Linked DNA regions of Mus musculus: region 2 is linked to region 1. Evidence: chromatin contacts called from public HiChIP or PLAC-seq data. All regions are on one chromosome and are shown on one strand. Each heading gives the region's core, a stretch centred on a gene start, on an enhancer-like site or on the middle of the called end of the contact. The rest is flanking DNA. Distances are from core to core; before and after follow the strand shown. Region 1 has its middle 27 kb from the start of Gm51750. Region 2 holds the start of Rcsd1 (RCSD domain containing 1).

Region 1 (5,350 bases), core at 713-3,212:
CCCCATGCACCCTTGAACCTTACCTACTCTGAACTCCTGTAGAGCAAAGATGCTCTACATTGTCTATCTAGCACTGAGCCCAGAGCTAGGCATATAGTAAGTGTTCGGGAGCTGTCAAGTGATGGATGTATAAGGAATATTTGCTCTTGCTCTTTCTTATAGCGGCCCTAGGGACCTGGTATTTATTCAGTGAGTGAAATGATGGTCTCAGGCCCTGTACCATGAATACAGGAATGAGCCAAGAAACAATCCAAACCGTGGCATATGACATAGACCTGAAAACTCACTGGACTGGATCCAGCGGTTGAGTCTATGCCCTTGAGGGAAAGCTCTTTGTGCCTCAGTTTCCTGGTTTGTAACATGGAGATTTAATCGTAGCATCTTAGTCTTTCTGTAAGGTGGTGGTTGTGTGTCAATGCTGGCAAACAAGCAACTAAAATACAGGGCACCTGCTGCACACACCCTGATGTGGCCTTTAGAAAGCTGGTGGGAGCTAGCTGGGAAGAGGTGTGAATCGGACAGAAGGCCTTCCCAGGCCAGCACACAGCATTTGGTCCTGGAACTCTGGAGCACTGGGTCCCCACCCCCAGACACCAGCTGGTCTGAGGAGACCCACTGAACAAAGGAGCCTTGTGGGCCATCTGGCTTTAGGTCTGGGACCCATCAACACCATCCAAAATAGGAGTCTCAGGATGACCACTGAAGGACATGTATGGACCATATTTCTGTTTTAGAAAGTCTTACGGTCGGCTTTTATATGTGGTACTAAGGATCTAAGAATCAAAGGATTCACACTGGCTGAGCAAGTATTCTCCCACTGAGGTGGATCCTGCGTCCAAGGCCACCCAGGTTTCACCAATCACTCTCAGAGATGGAAGAGATCTGGGCCAAGATAGACACAGGCAAATCGTGTCACAAGCTGGAATTAGGGTGGCCTGCCAAAGAGAAGTGATTGAAATTTAGGTCAGGGGTGCTGATCTGCCGGGTAGTAGGAGACGGAATACACTGATATCAGAGGTGGGGGAACTTTTCTGGAAGGGTACTCAAAGAATCAGATACAGCTAGTTGTCAAGTGAACAGGGGGCTACAAAGTTGCGAGGATATTGCCATTGCTCGCTTTGCCCCTGCACGAGAAACCCCGGGTTTTCAACCCTAAATCCCACCTTCCCTGGAGCTGCTTCCTCATGTTAACGGTAGCAGCCTTTGCTCGTCATGATTTTACTGTGTGTAGCAACCCTGGCCGCTTTCCTTTGCTATATTACCCTACAGCTCAGCCTGGAACTTTGTAGTCAGACTGATCCTCAAACTCCAAGAAATTCCCCTGCCTCGGTCTCCTGAGCGCTGGGCTTATCATGCATGGGCTGTCTCACCTGGCTGTCCCCGAGTCACTCATATTGTCAGTGCTACTGAACATCTTTCTAAACCTTACTCCCATGGCTCTCATCTTTGTCCTCACCGCTGCTAAAAATCCAGTTCCTTTACGCCTAACCCAGTTCTGCCCTAAGTCACGTTATTAATCGCTTCCCCAATATCTGATTTCCATCCTTTACCTGTGTAACTGGCAGGGTAAGCGTCCCAACGAACAAACAAATCCCTGTGCTGGTCTATGATGAAATTCCGAAGCCTGTATCATAAGGCTTCCTTCCAAGGCCTTTTCCTAAATGCAGGGCGTGGGGTGTGTAGACTTTGCGCTAATTCTGCCACCTGGAACAGCCCTTAATCAGGGTTTTGGGCTCCTCTCCACCTCTTCAAGCTCTTGTCTCCAAGCTCTCTTTGGCCAGCACAGGAAGTCCCAGCCCAGCCGGGAGTCTGTGCTCTTTAAGGCTCACTTCACTACTGCGGTGGACTGCTCTGGGCTCTTTCCTCCAGGAACTCCTCGAGGGCTGGGCTCTCTGGATGGGAGGGGATTCTGCCACGTTCAGCTTTGTATCTCCAGCACTTAGTATCAGGTCAAGCACCAGGAGGCCTTGGGCAAGTTCTGTCTTGCTCACAGTTGCTTCAGAGCACTTTACAGCACAGGCAGCAGGCATGCAGGGTGAGCAAAGGAGTTTACAAGTGTCAAGCCAATAGAAAGTGGCAGCAGCAGCGTCCAGGGACTGAGAGATACCACCATGCCAGCCTCCATACTTTATTTAGGGGGGGAAGGAGAGTGGGCTTGTATGTGTGCGATTTCTGCTGTTCGTTGGGGTTTTTTTTTTCCCTTGTTCTCCTTTTATAGTTCAGCTTAGCTTAGAACTCACTGCATAGCCTAGAAAGGCCCCAAACCTGAGGCAAACTTCCTTCATCGCCTCTTGAGTGTTGGAATTATAGGCACTGCTTTTATCTATCTGTCTGTCTGTCTGTCTGTCTGTCTGTCTGTCTATTTAGAGTCAGTCTCACTATATAGTATTAGTTGGATGCACAGGCAAACACTAGCTAGTTTTTTTTTTTAAGAATTATTTATTTAGTTTATATATATGAGTACATTGTAGCTGTCTTCAGACACACCAAAACAAATACAACTCACATTAAGAAAGAAAACCTTTTTGTTAAACACTTATTTTATGAGTGTGAGTGTTGTGCCTTTATCTATGTATGTGTGACTCATGCAAGTCTGGTGCCTGTGGAGGCCAAAAGAGGGTGTCACATCACTTGGAACTTGAGTCACAGATGATTGTGTGGGGCTATATGGGTGCAGGGATTGAACTTAGATTCTTTAAAAGAGCAGCCGTTATTAATCTCCAAGCCATCTCTCCAGTCTCAAGGAACCAAAACCATTATTATTATTTAGATTTATTTATTTTATGTATGAGTACACTGTACCTATTTTCAGACACACCAGAAGAGTGCATCAGATCTCATTACTGATGGTTGTGAGCTACCATGTGGTTGCTGGGAACTGAACTCAAGACCTTTGGAAGAACAGTCAGTGCTCTTAACCACTGAGTCATCTCTCCAGCTCCCAAACCATTTTTTTAAATATATATTTTTTTAATTCTTTGAGAGTCTCATACACACATACAATGTATCTTGATTATATTCACACACACACACACACACACACACACACACACACACACACGCTTGAGTGTGCATCAGCTCCTCCTCCATGTGCCTATGGCAAGCACTTATCAAATTCAATGGATTATAAAAAAAAAAAAAAAAAGAGGACCTGAAGTCGGAGCATGTGTGCAGTTATCCACTGGAGCATGGTCAACCTTCCAAGGGTCACACTCATAAAGCTAGGCCTTCCCTTCCCTAGGAGCCCTCAATAGCAATGGTCCTCCTCTCAGGCGGATGGGGGCTCGAGCCCCCACCCCCAGCCGCTGCTGCCCACGCAGGGTCGTATTGACTGGTTTGATCTGGTACAGGGAACTACAGCAGCTGAGTTCCTGATCCTACTTGATCCTGCCATATCTAGAAGACATTGCTTTGTCTCAGTCCTTCTCGAGCTCTTGAGTGCATCTCCTCTTCTGTGACTTCCCACGAGCCTTGGGTGGGAGGGGTGTGTGACGCAGACACTTGCGACCCCTCCAAAGACACACCGGCTTGTACTGTGCCTAGCTGCGCCTTCACGTGAACCTCCATACAAAGTAGAAACTTCCCTGGCGAGGACTGAGAGATGGGGTTCTGCAGTGTATATATATTCAAAAGGCAGTTTAATATGATGTCCTTTTAGCAAAATTAATAGTAGATTATCCCCTGGAGCATATGAGCTCCCCAGCCATGAGTTTCTAGCCAGGGAACGCATAGCATGAACGTCCTCTTTCCCAAACCCCAACCCCAACCCCAACCTCGGGCATCGTGTGGAACAGGGACCAGTTATTTCCAAGCAAGCTCTCTTCTTGTTTATTTCATTTTGTTCTCATGATTTTTTTTTTCTCTTGTCCAACTGCAATTGGTCTACATTAAAATACTGGCTCAGCCAAGAGCCTGGGATGTGATGTCTCAGGCGCTGTGTGACTCGATCTACCACATGACCTCCTGCCAGAGGTCATATTCCTTCGGGGGACATGAGCTCTGTTTAGTGTTTCTGGGAGAAGAGGAAGTGCGGTGCCTAGCAGCTGCTAATAACTGCGTGCTGAATGGATTCTCTGCATTCTTGGGACCAAGATCCTCCAAGCAAGTTTTCAGGACAACTCTCCCTCTGCCAGTACAAAGTCCTTGAAGTAAAGTTTACCAGGAAGAGACCAGGGACATCCAGACACATCATAAACAATCCTCCGGGACCCTGTTGTGCCAATAAAGCTGACGTCAGAGGCTCCTAAAATGGTCCATACCCTTACGGATCTGCTGAACATTCCAGAAGTGTGTCTACAGAATGAATGCAAATTTTATTTCATCTAGTTAAAAGAAATGTTGTGGGGCTGGAGAGATGGCTCAGCAGTTAAGAACACATACTGCCCTTGCATGTGACTGGAGTTAAGTCCTCAGCACCTATGTCATGACCTCACACCCAACCCGTGTAACCCAGCGCCCAGGGAGATCTGAGGTGGCCTCTTGCACCTGAACTCATATGCACACATACCAAGCCCCAACATGCACATAATTTAAAAATTAATAAACGTTAATGCTGGGCAGTGATGGTGCACACCTCTAATCCCAGCACTGTGCCTAGCTGCGCCTTCACGTGAACCTCCATACAAAGTAGAAACTTCCCTGGCGAGGACTGAGAGATGGAGTTCTGCAATGTATATGTATTCAAAAGGTCTGAGGAGGGAGAAGCAGGCTGACCTTTAAGTTCAAAGCCAGCCTAGTCTACAGAATGAATTCTAAGACAGCCAGGACTACACAGAGAAACCCTGTCTGGGAGGGGGTGAGGGTGGGTGGGTGGGGAGGGGAATCAATAAGAGTTTAAAAGAGAAATGAAGAAAAAAATTAATTAAAAAAAAAACCACTTCAAAGGCTGGTGATAAAGGTTCTTGTCACCATGCCTAAGTGGAACTAAAACTCAATCCCTGGAGGCCACCTGGTGGATTGGGAGACTGGCGAAGGTTGTCCTCTGACCTCCGTCTGTGCGCTGATGCACACACATGCATGTGCACGAACACACAATAAAATGTAAAGATTTAATTTTTTTAAATCTAAGACAGAGAAAGAAGCTAGAATACAGTTCATATTCAAAGTTTAGTCGCCTCAGAGAAAAACCTCTAGCCAAAAGCTGGCTTCTCTTTAGCTTTATGCCCCACACCCAAGCAGAGCTGCAGTTCAAATGCCGATGTTGGACATCAGTTAGTCCCCCACAGTGTGGCAGCTACGCGGCTCCGTGAGACTATTAATAACTATGTTCAACTTCTTGTCTCAGATGTTAGTGAGACTTTTAAAAAAAAATACACAAAACAAAACAAAAAGCCCAACCTGCCCTAAAATG
Region 2 (5,605 bases), core at 2,774-5,273, 120 kb after region 1:
AGCTCTCATGTGTTGCAATTAAAAGATGGGCTAATACACCCAGCTTGATTACACACACCCCACCCCCTTTGAGAAAGGGTTTGTCTCACTGTGTAGCCCTGGCTGGTCTGGAACTGGTTCTGTAGACCAGGTTTACCTTGAACCCACAGAGATCCACCTGCATCTGCCTCTCCAGTGCTGGGATTGAAGGTGTACACCACTACTCTCAGATCGTTTTGTTTTTTTTGAAAACATTACTTATGTGTATGCACACATTCATGCAGGTGCCCTCAAAGGCCAGAAAGCTGTTTTCCCTGGCTTCCTATCTCCAACAACTTTACCACTATTGTTTCTAGAGACAATGACTTCGTAGCCAAGGAGGTCTGCCTGTCTCACAGTGCTGAAATGCTGTTCAGAACAAACCAGCAAAGAAACACACTAAAGCCCGCTTTTTCCTTTCTTTCTTTTTTCTCCTCTCTCTCTCTCTTAAAAGTCTAATAATGTCTCTCGTCTCCAATAACATATTCACCCAATCAGCATGTCTTAGTTGGTGCTCATGAGGCCCTAGATATGTAAAGTATGGTCCCTTCCTCCTTACTGGAAGCCCAAGAGCCTGCCCTGGTGGGACTAGTTAGGTACTCTGTAGAGGCCGAGGGCCTCTGGGAAGGCAGAGTTTCTATTAATTTATTAGGCAAATTGTATCAGGAAGCTTGGGTTTCTGTGATAGGCTCTTTGTTGGTTTATGGAGACCCATCCACCAGTAAGACAGTGAGATATATCCTCTCCCTCCCTCCTCCTCTCCTTTCTTCTTCCTCTCCCCCACCTCCTTCTGTCCCTCTGCTAGGGATCAAACCCAGGACTTCACACCTGCTATGTAAGCACCCTGTCCTCTCTTCTGGGCACCCTGGTGAACTCAAATGCAGGCATTTCTGCTTGCCCTCCAGCACATGGTCTTTACTCTCTTTCCTTCTCTTGGAGTCAGGCTACACCCCATCCAGAGCCTCTGAGGGGCTCTGTCGCTTGAGCACCTTGCACATGCAATGTGTGGTGCTATGGTTGCTACCTCATACAGACTTCTCGGTTTCCTACTGTCTGTGAGGCAGAATCCAGGGCCATTCTTGAACCGCCTTCAAGGTCTGAAAATGGTAAATTACAGGAAGGTAGGAGTTGGGAGCACAGCTAGGGAAGGAGAAAAAGGAATGCCTTCTAGGGGGCTTAGATTTTGGCCCCCAGTGGCTACCTCTCTGGGGGAACCTCACTGCTTCCACGACTTTATCTTGTTACTTTCACTTTTTTTCCTTTAGGGATCCCCCTATTTGCCCCTGCAATCAGCCATTCTGCCTCCCTGAAGGAAGCCAGTGTATTCTCCCTGTCCCTACATCTCTCTTCCCAGTCACTGCCTTTCTCTCAGGGCTTCTGAGCAGCATCTACTCTGGCCTATACACGCCACGCTTGCAGAAGCATTCATTAAGCACACAGGGACAGGATGTGTGAGTCTCATTTCCTCGATTGGATTGGGAGTGTTAGAAAGGCACAGGTCAAGTGCCATCTTGCTTTTGTTTATTCCAGGGAGGTCCCTATAAGGCTGAGGTGTGATTAATGTGGCCGAGACAGTGGTCACAGGGATTTGAAGATTTCCCTAACATTTGCGGTAGGCAAGTGTGGGGTAGAGCCTGAATGTGGTTAACCGGCCCTGGGTTGAATGCTCAATATGGGGACATGGGGCAACTCCATTTCTTCTCAAATAAATAAGTAAGATTGGAGCTATGGGAGGCCGATTTCAGGGCTCCCATAGCTCCAATCATGCGCAGGTATTACACCTGTCACTGACTTTCACTTCCTAGCTGAGAATCTCGTAGCCTCCTCTGTCTTCTGTTTCCTCTTTACTTCCTTTAACAACAGCTCAGCTGCTACCTGTTGTGGTGTTTCGCTTGTTTGTTTGGGCTTTTGTGACTGGTTCTGGAAAGGAACTTCAAAAACAGTCACCGTGGGCCCTCAAGGCCATGGCACACCTCAGGGTGAATGGGTGTAAGCGGATCTGTCTGGCCTTCTGGTTGACTAGGCAATTTCCCTGTGCTGGTCCAGCCTTTGGCACATAGGAATTTGGCTCTCTCCATCCAACCCTTTTCCGCTACTGTGTATATCAGCTTGTAGACAGGAGGGCCTTCTCTTTTCGTGCCTCCCGCCTACCAAGCCACACAGGAAGTTGCTGGGCTGATACTTTCAGGGCCTTGGACTCCCTCTGTTTCTTCCTCAGCTGAGGGAGGAAGAAGTGGGCCTGGGAAGGGAGCCCCTTCTGTGTTTCCCTAGATTAAAGTTAGAGCTTGCATTGGGGGCCTTCAAGCAACACCTTGCTTAAGTCCAGCTGGGCTTCCATCCTGTGTCCATTACAGCTCTGTTGGCTTCTGGCTTGTCACCAGAGGTACCCTGAGCCCTCCTCGAGGAGGGGGCTCGTAAGTACAGCAGTTTCTTTATGAACCTCTCCCAGGTCCCCCCTCTGTTTCTCTCCTCTGTCCTGTAGCAGTAGTCAGCACAGAGAATCCTATTGCTTTGAGTTTGCAAGGTCTTGACCATCTGTAGGGATCCATCTGGAACGCTTTGTGGTCTAGCTACCCTAATCAACTGCTTCCTGACTTGCACAAGTCGCTACAGAGAGTCCATCTCAGACCCCAGCCCCCCAGGTACTCAGCACTCCCAAGTGCCCAGAATGCAAAATGCAACCTTGCTACTTTAGGACAACTGGTTGAGCTAAATATGCAGCCTTGCTATTGTTCTTTTAGAGCAGACAGTGAAGCTCAGAAGAGATGAGCGGACTCAAGCCTGGAAGGGATTGAACTTCTGTGCCCGGGATCTCCGCAGACCTTGGGCTAAGGAGGAGCTCTTTCCTTTTGAGTGGGAGGAGGAATCACCTTTAGGCCTGTGGGTTTTCATCTCCTTTTTTCCTCTTTGAAAATCCCAGGTCCTACTGAGATTGATTAGAATACAATAAAAGGTCACAGTTTCTTTTTCTTTCTTTGAGTGTGTGACCCTGGGAGTTGAACCTGGGGCTTTGCCAATGCTGTGCCTCTGAGTTCACCTGCAGCTGGTCTGGGTTTGAAGGGAAACATTTCTTTGGAAATCTATAGACCTGGAGGAGGAAGCTAGATGAACTAGCTGGATGGAAAGTAGTGGCCAGTATTCTCCACTGAGGTTGGAGAAGCGCAGAGAAAGTCTGGGACTCGCCCCTGCAAACCTCTCAGATACGGCTACCACACCCCAAGGTGCACACAACCTCAGGAGGCAGGGCATCTTGGAGAGCCTCTAATATCTCAGAAATAAGTTTATCTGATCGGCGGCAAGGGAGCTTTTCAGAAAGTTTTGAAAGAAGATGTGACAGAAACAAGGGGCATCAGAAGTAAGAGAACAACTGGTCGGAAAAGCCACACTGCAATCAAAACGGGAAGCCATGCGGGCAGAGTCCCGGCTTCAACTGCCAACTCTGTTTCTCAATGCCTGAGTCAGGGTTGCTGGAGTTTTGTTTTGGGGTTCTTGGTTCACACCTTTATCCGTTTATGACTTTAGTTGTACCTAAGTTTTATTTTCTAAACCCCCCCCCCAAAGCACGTATGTGCACAGTCAGAATACCTGAACCCCTACAAAGGCCCCTCCTTCGCCTGAAGTCCTTTCCTGACAAGCCCACGCCTGCCCACAGGGGTCTCCGAGGAGCAAGGACCAGCCTTTCTCAACTTGGCCTACGCGACCTTTCGGCTGCGTGCTCCCTGCTGAGAGCAGGAACGGCGACCTGGGCAGGAGCGCTCTGACCTCCCTCTCCCCCAGGCCCGTGTCCCCGCCGGTCTTTTACCTCCATGTCCTCCAGGTAGTCTTCCTCCGGCTGCGGATACGCCCGCTCTCTCGGGTTAAGAGCCCACGATCCCCGCTGTCCCCTCGGCTCCCAGCCCGGGTCACTTTCGGGGCTGTAGCGGGCACAGGGCGAGTGGGCGGCGGCGCGCGCCTGGCTGCACTCGGCTGCGGGACTGCCCCAGCTGGGGGCCCTGCGCCAGAGAACGAGGAAGGAGGAGGAGGAGGGAGGGAGGGACCGAGGGACGCAGGAGGAGGGGAGGGGAGTGGAGGGGAGCAGAGAGGGAGGCCGGATCGGGGTTTAAATTTAGACACAAATCTAAACAGATACTGTCCCTCCCAAGGCAGGACTCAAGAGCCCGAGCCGCCACGACTCCATTAATCTGCCCAAACATGGGCTGGGCAGCGCCGCGCCCCCTTTCTCGCGGAAGTTTCTCAGGACCCTGGGCTTTGCACTTTTTTCAGACCACCTCAACTCTCCCTCTTTTAGCCTGCCTTCTTTACTTTCCTTGTGCCTCAAATTAGAATTGCCTTTTCATCCTTTTTCTCTTTGCCATTTCCTTCTTTTCATACCAATTTTCCCAGCCTCCGTTCCTCCTCCTTCTCCCTCCCCCTCCCCCCATCCTCTCCTGTATTACTTAACCTAATACCTGGCCTTCCTGTGTTCAGTAGCCTTAGCTTTGATACCTCTTTTCCTGGATTCCATTTGCAGGAAACAATTATCAGTCTGTCCATCTATTATCTATCTGTGTATGAAGAAGGAGAGGAATCCAAGCAAAGTTTCCCCAAGTTTCCTGCCGCATGCAGCAGGCTACTCTTCTCCTCTGCTCTGATGCATGCAGCTTAGGGGGTTGTGGGAATATCTGCTTCGACATGCTGCTTGCTAAAGGACCTTTTTCCCATTCCTATTAAATATAGCAAAGGGCACGGTCCTAAACATCCAATTCACATAAGGCCCCCGCTTAGTAACTCTCCCCAGGGAATGTCGGTTTAAGGCTGCGTGGGAGGGATGTAGGGACTTGAATCTGTGCCGAGGCCATTGTCTGCTGCTACTGGGTTATAGCTCTGGGTGTCTCTTCAGGGTCCCATTTCTTCAGGGAATTGGCTGATAAGGATGCCTGTGTGTCTTCTTACAGCATCCTTCAACTTTGTACTCCAAACCCAGACCTGCTATGCAAGGGAGAGAGAGAGCCAACACATTGGTGGACCATAGCACAGGGCATTGGTGCTGCCCCTGTGCAAAGAGCCCAAGAGAAACCACTACCACAAACCAGCAGAGAACTCACCCACATTGCAAAGGCTGCCCCGACTGCTTCTCATCACAGTTGGTCTATAGATCTTGACGTCACAGGCCTTCTAAATCTTACCTTGTAAACCATGAAGTCAGGGCAGCCTCTGTTCATTGAACTCAGCAGCATATAGGGGCAAGACCTCTGCTTCAGAAGCAGGCAGAGGGTGAGATTCTAGTCCGATGCTTTCTAGATGAGTTCCTTTAGAAAAGCCTCTTATCTGATCTTCATTTTCTGCATCTTCTCAGGGTGGTAGATGCTTGGAAAGAGCAGCTATTTTAAAAGCATGTAGCTTCATTACATAGTTCAGATGGACAAGAGCCCCATAATCCTTTTATTTAAGAGTCAGGGATTCTGGATTCCAACGAAAGAGTCCCCTGATTCTATCTACACAGCTGCAAGCAGATTCTAGAAAAGAGATGATGGAAGCAAGAAAGGAATGTCCTGCTGATCTTGAAGTTCTGATCCCCTTGCCTTGGCTCCCTGATGACAGGAGTGTG

What was found. HiChIP or PLAC-seq counts read pairs in DNA pulled down with a chosen protein or histone mark.
Region 2: an H3K4me3 HiChIP or PLAC-seq map of the SCID.adh cell line shows a contact between it and region 1, with 14 read pairs. The contact joins the promoter of Rcsd1 here to the enhancer-like site in region 1. A contact is called at or near these places in 10 of 39 promoter capture datasets (the 3T3-L1 cell line, the C10 cell line, cranial neural crest and 5 more), 2 of 484 Hi-C or Micro-C datasets (bone marrow-derived macrophages and ventricular fibroblasts), 3 of 115 datasets of contacts at active chromatin or transcription factors (the SCID.adh cell line, cardiomyocytes and embryonic stem cells) and 3 of 9 other capture datasets (adipose tissue, liver and pancreatic islet).

The regions. Positions count from the first base shown.
Region 1 is chr1:165,583,944-165,589,293 of GRCm38.p6, forward strand. No RefSeq gene overlaps it. Among named protein-coding and RNA genes, the nearest start is that of Gm51750, 27 kb to the left of the region's middle. Within about 2 kb of position 1,963, at least 39 of the 459 cell types and tissues checked have an H3K27ac peak or open chromatin away from gene starts, as enhancers often do. A contact at or near this core is called in the SCID.adh cell line and bone marrow-derived macrophages, where this site is marked.
Region 2 is chr1:165,704,071-165,709,675 of GRCm38.p6, forward strand. It overlaps Rcsd1 (RCSD domain containing 1), which reads right to left and starts at 4,024. Exons shown (of 7, transcript NM_178593.3): 1 at 3,821-4,024. The coding sequence starts at 3,826.